Linked DNA regions of Oryctolagus cuniculus: region 2 is linked to region 1. A link is a contact called in public Hi-C data. All regions are on one chromosome and are shown on one strand. Each heading gives the region's core, a stretch centred on a gene start, on an enhancer-like site or on the middle of the called end of the contact. The rest is flanking DNA. Distances are from core to core; before and after follow the strand shown.

Region 1 (5,600 bases), core at 1,870-4,369:
CAGCAGCCTGAGTCTATAAACTGTAGAAACTGTTTCTGAGTGGGCATAGTTAAGAGCCGACCCCAGGAGAGGTGGCACCATCTTGATTAACACGAGCTTTGGGGCAATCTGCTGGGCACAGCCAAGCCTCTGAGGAGACATCTAAGGGCATGACTGTAACCAGTTAAGGGCTGAGACGTCCAGTGCAAAGCTGAGTGGCCACACCAGGGGCCCGTGAGATGGAGCCTAGGGATGGATCTCCTGGAAGGGCTGGGGAGGGTGTTTGTAGGTGAACAGGACTTGGACAGGGAAGCAAGAGGACCTGGATGTGAGCTTGGGGTGGCAATTCAGGACAGCATGTTCAGACACTTCCTACCTCCTTCCCCTCCTGGGAGAGCTCCCTGCCGACGTCTATGGCATCTTCCCTCGGCACCACACCCAGGTGGCACTTACTCATCACCCGCTTGCAGGCCCTAAACTGGATCTGCCACCTCATATCATCCAGTCATTAGGAAGGAAAGTCAGGCAGGCTTGGGCCAGGCCTCCATGGCCAGGGTCACCTCGTCTCCCCTCCCCTTCCGCTAGCTAGATAAGCTTCTGACCCTGCTAAGAGCAGGCATTTTCCTTCAACAAAGAAAAGGCTCTTCCTTTCTCAGGAGGGTCCCCAACCAGACTAGCTTTATAAGCTTCACCTGTTTTTTTTTTTTTTTTTTTTTTTTTGGGGGGGGGGGTCTGTAAATGCTCAGTGATTGGGACTCAGCTTCCAGGTTCCTGTTTATCTTATTTTTCCATGCCTCAGTTTCTTCATCTGTAAAAGGGGTATAACAGGACTTCAGAAGGCTACTGATGAAGGAAAAGAAAAAAAAGAAAGAAAGAAAGAAAGAAAGAAAGAAAGAAAGAAAGAAAGAAAGAAAGAAAGAAAGAAGAGGAGAGGAGAGAGAAGAGAGAAGAGAAAAGAGAAAAAAGAAGAAAGGGTGGCAAACATTAAGCCCTCAAAATTGCTGGTTATCAGGGTTGCTTGCTCTGCTGTGAGCCTTGGCTATGTCCACCCAGCTGAGGTCCCTGCCTAAATGGCATGAAGTGTTATTCGGATTCACACAAGGGGTGGAATAAGCTAGTAGCAGCCCTGGGGATCAGTTAAAGCTCTTGGCATCACCACAGTCCTACCCTCCTCTCCGGCAAGACTGGATCAGGTAGGGGTCCAGGATGGCCTGGTGTGGGCCCCGAGCTCAGTTGCGCTTCCCAGCTCCCTGGCACACTTGCAGCAGTTGCTCCTTCTTTAGTACACTTCGTGGGCTGCTGTGCCACCCCTTCCCAACTCCTGGGGCTCAGGGGCAACCCCAGGTGGTCCCCGTGGCCGTCGACACAGCCACGCAGCACAGGACCTGCCAGGGCGCCCTGGTTGCTGTAAGTTCCTTCTGGTGGCATGCTGAGACCGGCCGGCGCTGCTTCTGAGTGAGCAGTCTCTGAGCCCAGACCCAGACAATGCTCATCAAGTGCCCCTCGGCTTGTCATCCCTGGGGTGCAGATCGCGAGGCCCTCCCCTTCTCCCTCCCAAGGCCCCTTTCCTTTGGATGAGCTCCTGCTTGGCACGCAGGAGGCTGCCCTGAGAACTGGGACCAGCATACTCCTGGGGTCCACCTCTGCTCTCCCTGGGCTGCACCGGTGGGCTGTGGGTCTCAGCCTCCTGGGGACACTGTGCACCATCCAGCTTCCTCCCAGACAACACCTTCTCAGCAGGGCAACTGTGCCAGAAGTTTCTGCCCCTCCCTGCCCCCTGATGCAAGACACCCCCAAACCACGGAGGACACAACTTCTGGGAAGATGACAACAGGTGACAAGTTCAGATCTCTGCCCCCAGAAAGCCAGAGCCTGAAACTGACTTCCCCTGTGAAAAGGACATGGCCGGAGGACAGCCTTGCCCACGGTGGAAAGTCTGAGGGCAGAGGGGCCTGCAGCAGCCAACACAGGGAATTAGCAAACAAGGATCACCACTTAGGCTGCAGGGGAGACAGAAGCAACAGCCAATTATGTCATTAGCAAGAGCAAGGCCACCTGTTTCTCACCATGCCACAGGTGAGCTCACAGCTGGGCTGTGGCCTCTCTGAAGTACAAGCGGTTTGTAGAAGGGAAAGGCCCTAGGTCAAATCCAGAAAGCACACTGGGACCCAGAAACTGGGACCCAGGGCGCTGCTGCCACCTGGTCCTTCTAGTTTTCATAGGGAGATCTTGGCACAGCAGGCAGGGGCCAAAAGGCACAATGAGGTTCCCACCGCTGCAGTAAGAATACTTTCCCTTTCTGCTCTGCAGCACTTCGGGTTTTTAAGGGGGAAGGGGCGTTTTGGAAGAGGAGGCTGGCGGCCCAGGACAGGAGGCAGAGACTCTGCAGAGCGTAGGGTCCCGAAAGAGGAAGCGGCCAGGGCTTCTCTATCCGGCCCGAAGCAACCTCAGAGCGTCAGTCACCGCCGCACACCGAGAGAAAGCCAAGTTCACGGCTCTTCCAGGCCCCGGGAGGGGAGCGAAGGCGCGAACCCAGCAGGCGAGCAGACTCGCCCGCGCGGCCCAAGTAGCGGATCACCACCGCGCGGGGAACAAAAACGTGGTCCTGCTGCGGGCCCCGAGGCGGAGCTGCCCGCCGTGCCCGCGAAAGGGGCCTCGTGTGCGCTCTTGGGGCAGTCTCGGAGGTCACCAGCGCTCTCCGCATCCCGGGCGCCCCCGCTCCCGGCTCGGTCTCGGGCGCAGCTCCCCCCCACCCCACCCCACTGAGCCCCGGAGCCCCGGGCCCCCTGCGGTCGCGAAGGGGCAGCCGTCCAGCTGCCGGCCCGGGACTTACGTGCGGCCTGGGGCGGCTCTGAGCGCGGATCGGGGGCTCCGACGCGGGAGTCTGCGGGCGGGCCGGCGGCTGCGGAGCGGTTAGAGGGAGGCGGGCTGCGGGGTCCCGGCCGGCTCCCGCCTTCGGGCCTCCATCGCAGGGCTCCGCAGGGCTTCGGAGTTACTCATTTCCTGATGTCACAGAAACTTTTCCCTCCTTATAAGAACAAAACACCCGCCTCTACTCGGGGCGCGGCAGCTGCTTAAGGAGGACCGCGCAGGTTAGGAGCCCGGGCTCGGGGTCCGCTGCGGAGATGGCCCCAGGGACACTCCCTTCCCCGCCCAGGAACTGCAGATGGGCGGGCAGACCTGGAGGGTGACCGACCAGGCCGGGAGCTCACCGCTCGAGTCGCCTGGGGAGGGTGGGCGGAGAGTTCATGGAGGGCGCCCTTAAAAGGCGTCCCGGGCGCGGTTTGGAAGGGGTTAAATCGCTGCCGGCCTGCGTGCGCCTTCGGTGGCGCGTTTTACGAGCGCTGGGATTTCTGGGGGGGGGGGCCACTTTTTTTTTTTTTTTTGTCCATTGGAGTAAATTATAAATCGAGACACAACGCCGGCCCTTTTCTCGTTTTCGGCTTGAATGGATTAAAATAACGCACTCCGTGTTACCATAAATGATTGCATCGCTGCCCCGAGCACCAAGGAGAGGGGCTGAATGCTGCTGGGGCCGCCGTGGTCGCCAGGGCCTGGCTTCCGTGGTGCAGTTGATCGAGCATGGCTACCCCTGCGTAGGAAGGGAGAGAGCTCGGGCCAGCTGCGCAGGGCTAGTGCACAGCAACTTGCGAAACCCACCACCTCCTCTTCCCTCTGCGACCTGCCCCAACCCACAGCCGGGAAGGACACCGGGGAGGGTTTGAATGAATCCTCCCTGCCGCTGCTCTGGGGGCGCCAGGTGCTAAGGAGGGCACGGTTGGTAAAAGGAGGCAGACAGTCCAGGGATTTCGGTCATGGCCATTGCTCCTGCTGCTGGCCCTTAGACTACCTTTTTCTTTTGCTCCTGGATCCCGCCAAGTAGCCTCAACTCTGGTCTGGAAGACATTTGGCTGAGCCTGAAAGATAAACAGGCAATGAGAAAAATGTCTAAAAATAGACCCCCTGGCCCTAGGCCCAGGGTGCTTTTATTCCCAAGTTTCTGTTCCTTTCCATAAATCAGGGGTAGTTGAGGCAGAGTTTTGGGGGCTGGGATGTTGATCTAGGGAAACGCTCTTGAGAGCTGTGTGTTTCTATAATGTCTACAAGTTGCAAGGACCGCATACTTGCCCATCCTCCCCAAAGCAGGTGGAGGGCACTGGAATGAGCCCTAGCAGCCCTGGGCTGGAATGCCAAGGTGCCGGCTGGGATTGTTATCCTGTGTGCAAAGTTGTTCCAGCAGTCTGTAACCAGCTGTGTCTATTATGTATGGTAGGAATGTTCTTCGTATTTGTTTTTCTTTCAAACCTGATGGTTTCCCCCTCTGTGACCTGATGGCCTCTTTTCATTGGCTCCTCTCCTCTCTGTCCAGGCTCTGCTGTCCCAGCCTGGCACAGAAGCCTCTCCTGATCTCACCACTTCCTATCTCATTCCACACTCTCCACGGCTCCTTGTGGTTCTTGGAACTCATGCTTCTCAGAATATGATGGGTCTTTCCCCCTTCACTGCTCACGTGGGCTTTCTGTTCTGCTTGCAACCTTCACCCCACCCCGTCCTCCAGCTGGTCACCCCCATGCACACTCACATTATTTTGCCTGGCAAGTCGTGTGCTCAGTCTTCAGGTCTCAGGCTGGGTAGTCACTCCTCCAGGAAGTCTTCCCTGAACCCCCATGGTTGAGTTGGACACCCCTCCTATGTGACTTCTGTAGCATCCTGTGCCTTCTCTGGAAAGGTTTATAAAGGATTCAATTTCTGGGAACAGGAGGGGCAAAAAGTCAGGGAACCCCTGCTTCAAACACAGAAATGCTTAATAAAAAGTATCAACAATTGAAAGAAGCAGAGGCGGATCTCCAGGGGTGAAGGGAAAAAGCAAACTTGAACTCCAAGGCATCAGGAGTATAAGCTTCAATGGGTAAGGACTGGGGCTAAGTACCCATTCAGACTGTGAGTTCTAGAAGCACAAGGATCTAGACTTGGGACCCCTCCCTGAAGCCAAGGCCCTGGAAAGGCTGACTTTTAGGATCATGAGAATGGGAAAAAACAAACAAACAAAAAACCACCTCTCTAACCAGCACCACAGCAAGGAAGCCTGTAGCTTGTTTGAGTTTCTGGATGAATTTAAAAAAAATGTCTGCTAGAAATGAAAAGCCCCAGCCTGCCTATGCCAGGTAAATGAAGTTGTGAAGTCCCAATTTACCCATGTGGTTAGGGCCTTGGCCCCGTTGAAAACACATGCAAAACTCACTTCATTCTGGTGTCTAGCAGAATAAGCAATTCTCACTGAACATGAGCTTATGATAAGAGATCATAAGCCAAACTAGAAAATGAACCACATGAGGGAGTAATTAGGCAGATGAAATAAACTGGAGAAATAGCTCCATAAGTACTTGAGATAATAGAATGATCTAAAAAAGACTATAAAAGTTATGGCCACAAAACAGGGATAAAATGCTAGAACATAGGACTATGAAAAAAGAAAAGGCAAATTTGAATAGGTACAAATATAATACATAAAAATAAAACATTTAGTCACTAACATTTTAAAAAACCTCAATAGTTGAAATTCTTTTTTTTATTAAGGCGGTAATAATATATAAATCAAAAATCCAATAAAAATAATTTCT
Region 2 (5,146 bases), core at 2,511-5,010, 480 kb before region 1:
CTGGGGGGATCCTACAGCCAGAAGAGCCATCTGGGTGTGACCAAACCTCTCACCCACGACCCTCCCCACACATCCCCAGTCTCGGAGCTTATGGCAAAGCTGCGGTTAACTTCCTACAGGACGGCTCCTCCCTATAGGGCAGGTGCGCCCAGGCTGACAAGACTCCTCCCCAGACCCGTGCAGCACCTTCATCTCCATCATTCTAGGGAGGTTTGTTTTCTCTGGCCAAACGAACACAAGGATCCTAGAGGACGAGTTGATTGCATTTCTTAGTGAGACAGACACAAATGGGAAATGAACTAGAAATGATTGTTACATGATTATTCCTGTCATTAAAAATAATTACCCCGGATTACACACACACACAAAAAAACAGTTTCTGGGGAAGACCCAGCAGCAGGAAGAGGGGAGGCCTGGCCTGGGAGACGAAAGGCTCAGCTTCAGCAGTGAGCGGGTGGGGTTCCACGCACGCGGGGCTCTCTGTCAGCAGTGAGCGGGTGGGGTTCCACACACACGGGGCTCTCTGTCAATGTAAACAACCGCTGAGGCTTCCTCTGCAAAAACAGTGGCCTCTGCTGACCCCGGGCCGCGGCTCCCAGCCTGCTTACGAGACCAGTCTCAAGGGCCAACCGCCATGGCCCCCTCCAGCCAGCAGCTCTTCCTGGCTGGAGATCTGGATCTTTCCTGTCTTTTCTGAAACAGTAATGACAGGCTCATCCGATTCAGGAAACCGAAATTGCCCACAGACAAAAACAGTGACTGGCTCCATGGGCTGAGCCTCACCAAGCCTCTGCTAGGCTCAGGCCAGGAACTGGGTGGAGCCCTGAAATATATATAGTCTCCACTCCTGGAGAAACTCAGCATTCATCCAGCTGTCAGTGAAACAGTGGCTGTGCGAGGTCTGCTTCTCATGCTTCTGGATTCACTAAGAAGGGCCGCTATGGAAAAAGAAAGAAAGGGACAGAACATTCCAACCCGTTCTCTGGCCTCTAAGCTCTACCAGCATCATAATGACTTGACGAAGCGTTCACCTGTAAGACAATGCAAGGTGCCACAGGATCTAGGATGTCACCATCATTCTAAAGCATCTTTGGTTTCCCGGGACTCTATTAAGTGGAATTCAATTAAATGACATGGGCCTCCCCAGCAAAGCAATGTGAGGGCCTAATTCATAATTGATGGGAAAAATCACTTCCAAAGACAAAACAAGTACAGTGCCAGAACCATTCTTCTGAAACCTAACAGGCTGTGGGCAGACACAAGTTTCTGCTCTGAGCATTTAACACATGTCATGCCAAGGCGTCCCCACCCTGCACTGGGAATGGAGGGGCATCCCAGCCTCAGAGCCCTGAGTCCCTCCCTCACCACAGCTGTCCTGGAGAGCTGGCTCCCGTGAAGAACGCGGTCTTCGCGTTGCCTTCCAAACATGCTGACAGAGTTCCCAAGCCCCAGGAGGGGGTCAGGTGGTTTCGAGCCTCCGTTAAATGATTAAACGGGAGGTCAACCTTGCTGTCAGCAGACAGCTGGGGAGTCGCAACGGCTCGGAGGCAACCTCAGGGAAAAACAAAGGACCCAGTCGTGACCCTCTGCACCTGGGTGTTTTCTGAAACCCTATCCCTGTATCCCCGTATGAAATGCTGGTCACCAGGCATGGAAGCCTGTTGCCAAGGAGGGCTAATTAGGTGTGGGGACAAAACTGAGAGGTAGCGGCCATGCCCAGGTCAGGATCGGGAGCTGGTATCTGCTCCACCTGGAGGTTCCCCGGTGAGGGAGTCTCAGCAAATGTCTGGCAAAGACGTGAGCCATGTAGGCAGTGTGGGAATGGAGAGGCTGCTTAGGCACATCACGGGACCTGTCCCAGAGCCTGCTCTGAGTGGCGAGTCGTGTGTGTGCTGGGGAAGCACCTGTGACACACACGTTCCGTGAACACCTAAGTCTCTCACAGCACTCCACAGTGCACTCCGATTGTTGTGCAAGGAGGAAAGGGATACAATGACTAACAGTTTCTGTACTCACAGGCTCTGTCCAGAGGATATTCAAGACATTTAATAATGGTCCCTTCCTGTCTCTGGGTGGGGGTGGGAGGGGCCGGGGAAGGAAACTTGACTCCAACAGTCCCCTGCCCCCCACAATTTATTGGCAGTTTTGCTTTTTGTGGTTTCAGTTACCCATGGCCTGAAAATATTAAATGGAAAATTCCAGAAATAAATAATTCATACATTTTAAATTGTGTGCTATTCTGGGTAGGTGATGAAATCTCATGCCGTCCTATTTCGTCCTTCCCAAGACATGCATCATCCTTTGTCTAACACATCCATGATGTACACACTACCTGCCCGCCCAGTCCATCAGCAGCCATCTATCATATACAAGGTTCACTGCTATCCACAGTTTCAGTCATCCACTGGGAGTCTTGGAATAGAACCCCCAGACGATAATGGGTGTGGGGGTGGCTACCATGTATAACTGCTGGGACCATCTGAATTTTCTAAACCCATTCATGTGTTCAATCAAGTAATTATTGAGAACCTGCTTTAAGCCAGCACAGTCCTAGGTCCTGGGTAGACAGCAAAGAACAACACAGACAGGCCCCTGCTCTCACGTAAAAGGAACAGGCAGCTCAACAAATAAACACCAGCGTATCACTGACAGCACAGGGTGATCGCCTGAGTGGCGATCAGAGCAGAGGCAGGGAGGCAAGAAGGTGGCATGTCAGCCGAGATGGCCCCCTGGTGGGATAAGGAACATAAATTTAAAAAATAACTTCGACTGGGCCAGTGCTGTGGCATAGTGGGTAAAGCCACTGCATGCAGTGTCGGCATCCCATAAGGGCGCTGTTTCAAGACCTGGTTGCTCCACTTCCAATCCAGCTCTCTGCTGTGGCCTGGGAAAGCAGTGGAATATGGCCCAAGTGCTTAGGCTCCTGCACCCTTGTGAGAGACCTGGAAGAAGCTCCTGGCTCCTGGCTTCGGACTGGTGCAGCTCCAGTCATTCTGGCCATTTGTGGAGTGAACCAGTGGATAGAAGGCCTCTCTTTCTCTCTGCCCTTCTGTAACTCTGCCTTTCAAATAAAATAAATAAATCTTAAAAAAAAAAAAAACTCAAAAAACTATGACTTATGTGACAACAACAAACCTAAACCTAAGAACTTTAACATAGAGAAAGCCTAAAACCAAAGTCTCAACTCTTAATTCCAAGCAAATAAATAAATGCCAAACAACCAAACAAGTTCGCGTGACACTGGGGTGAACCAACAGGGACAGCTTTTTTCAAGATGAATAAAAAACAACTTAGGTATTTCTTAAAACTTTTACTTATAAACCAGACTGGATACCACTCAGTGTTCATTTAAACTTCTAAAACACAGCAAATTAACCTAGAAGACAGCAACCCATTAAAAACTTTGGCTCAAGTTCAAGAATCATCTTGCTAATCAATAAATAATCTTGGACAGATAATTACCTCCTTTCACTACTTCCCCTCATCCGGCTTCTGCTGATGGTTACTGCCCAGTTCAGTGAGTGCTATCAACTAGGTGCTAGTATCCTTAAACTATTACTGTTTCTTGCTACTCAAAGATCAACATAATGAGATTAAAGGAGGAGGACAGGGCAGGTCCAGCCTCAACTCAAGTTCTGAATGCTCAGTGAGCTTCCCAGAGTAGAAAGGGCATGTGCTAGAGCCACAGCCTCTGTTCCCCGGGTCCACCCTGTGAGTCTTCATGCCACAGTCACATTCACCCACGCCCTTAAGCTGCAGACTGGGGCAGAGGACCTGGATCCTCACGTGGGCATGCTGCACTCACTTGGTCAGGGCAGGCGCTGTGAATCACGGGCTGATTGGCAAGGGCCAGCAAAGACTCCACCGTTTCCAACTCCTGCTGGTAAAAGCTTGGCACTCTGTTCTCCTCAAGGAATTCTTTGACTTTTTCACTCAGCAAACATGTGAGATGGGCAAGGTCCAGGGTGCCTGGATCGCTGATGGAGGAAGGATTGAAAAGAAAAAAAAAAAAAAAAAAAAAAAAAAAACCCCTTAAGAAAACCATCACCTGTGCTCTTTTCTGGTGTGCATAAGATAGTCGGAAAATGGAACAGTCTGCAAGTACTTCAAAAAGTTCATGGAAAATGAAATTAAAAGGTAAGTTTAGGGGATGGGTGTTTGGCCTAGCAGTTAAGACACCTGAATCCCACTTCCGAGTGCCTGGGTTCAATTCCTGGCTCTAGCTCCTCGATTCTAGCTTCCTGCTAATGCAGATCCCGGGAGGCTCAAGTAGTTGGGTTTCCGCCTCCTGCAGGGGAGATGTGGTTGGAGTTCCCAGCATCTGACTCTGGTTGGGCATACTCCAGCCATTGTGGACACCTGGGGAGTAAACCAACAGATGGGAATACTCTTCTCTCTCTCTCAAATAAATAAAAATTTTAAAAATAAAATACAGGTTTAAAAAAAGAAATATTTCTTTTGGTCCAAACATTTTTTAGAAACCATGCAATTTTTTCATACTATGCATTTTCTATGAACTTTTTGAAGACCCCTCATATGTTGATGCTTGTTTTTGACATAAAGGGTGAGTCGGTGAATGTCACACAGTTGTTTAAAAATGTAAGGCAGAAAACAGGAACCAACAGAGATAAGATTGATGAAGAAGAAAAGCTGCAGACAGCATGTAAGACACGGTCTTTGGGGCTGGCACTGTGGTGCAGTGGGTTAAAGCCACAGCCCCCAGTGCTGGCATCGCATATAGGTGCTGGTTTGAGTCCTGGCTGTTCCACTTTTAATCTAGCTTTCTGCTTTTGGCTTGGGAAAGCAGTAAAAGATGGCCCAAGTGCTGGGGCACCTGCACCCGCGTGGGAGCTTCAGAAGAAGGTCCTGTCGGGGCTGGCTCTGTGGTGTAGCAGGTAATGCCACCACTCGCAAGGCTGGCATCCCACGTGGGAGCCGGTTTAAGTCCCAGCTGCTTCTCTTCCAATCCAACTCTCTGCTATGGCCTGGGAAAGCAAGATGGTCCAAGTCCTTGAGCCCCTGCACCACATGGGAGACCTGGAAGAAGCTCCTGGCTCCTGGCTTCAAATTGGCCTAGCTCTGTCCATTGCAACCACTTGAGTGAACCAGCAGATGGAAGACCTCTCTCTCTCTCTCTCTCTCTCTG

What was found. A called contact is a pair of places that touch in the nucleus more often than the background predicts.
Region 2: a contact with region 1 is called in a Hi-C map of skin fibroblasts, with 4 times the contacts expected there. The contact joins the enhancer-like site here to the promoter of ITPRIP in region 1. A contact is called at or near these places in 4 of 6 Hi-C or Micro-C datasets (ear pinna, embryonic fibroblasts, skin fibroblasts and 1 more).

The regions. Positions count from the first base shown.
Region 1 is chr15:25,686,071-25,691,670 of mOryCun1.1, reverse strand. It overlaps ITPRIP (inositol 1,4,5-trisphosphate receptor interacting protein), which reads right to left and starts at 3,119. Exons shown (of 2, transcript XM_008270488.4): 1 at 2,813-3,119.
Region 2 is chr15:26,170,480-26,175,625 of mOryCun1.1, reverse strand. STN1 (STN1 subunit of CST complex) reads right to left here. Exons shown (of 10, transcript XM_008270474.4): 7 at 3,806-3,977. Among named protein-coding and RNA genes, the nearest start is that of STN1, 32 kb to the right of the region's middle. Within about 2 kb of position 3,760, at least 2 of the 8 cell types and tissues checked have an H3K27ac peak or open chromatin away from gene starts, as enhancers often do.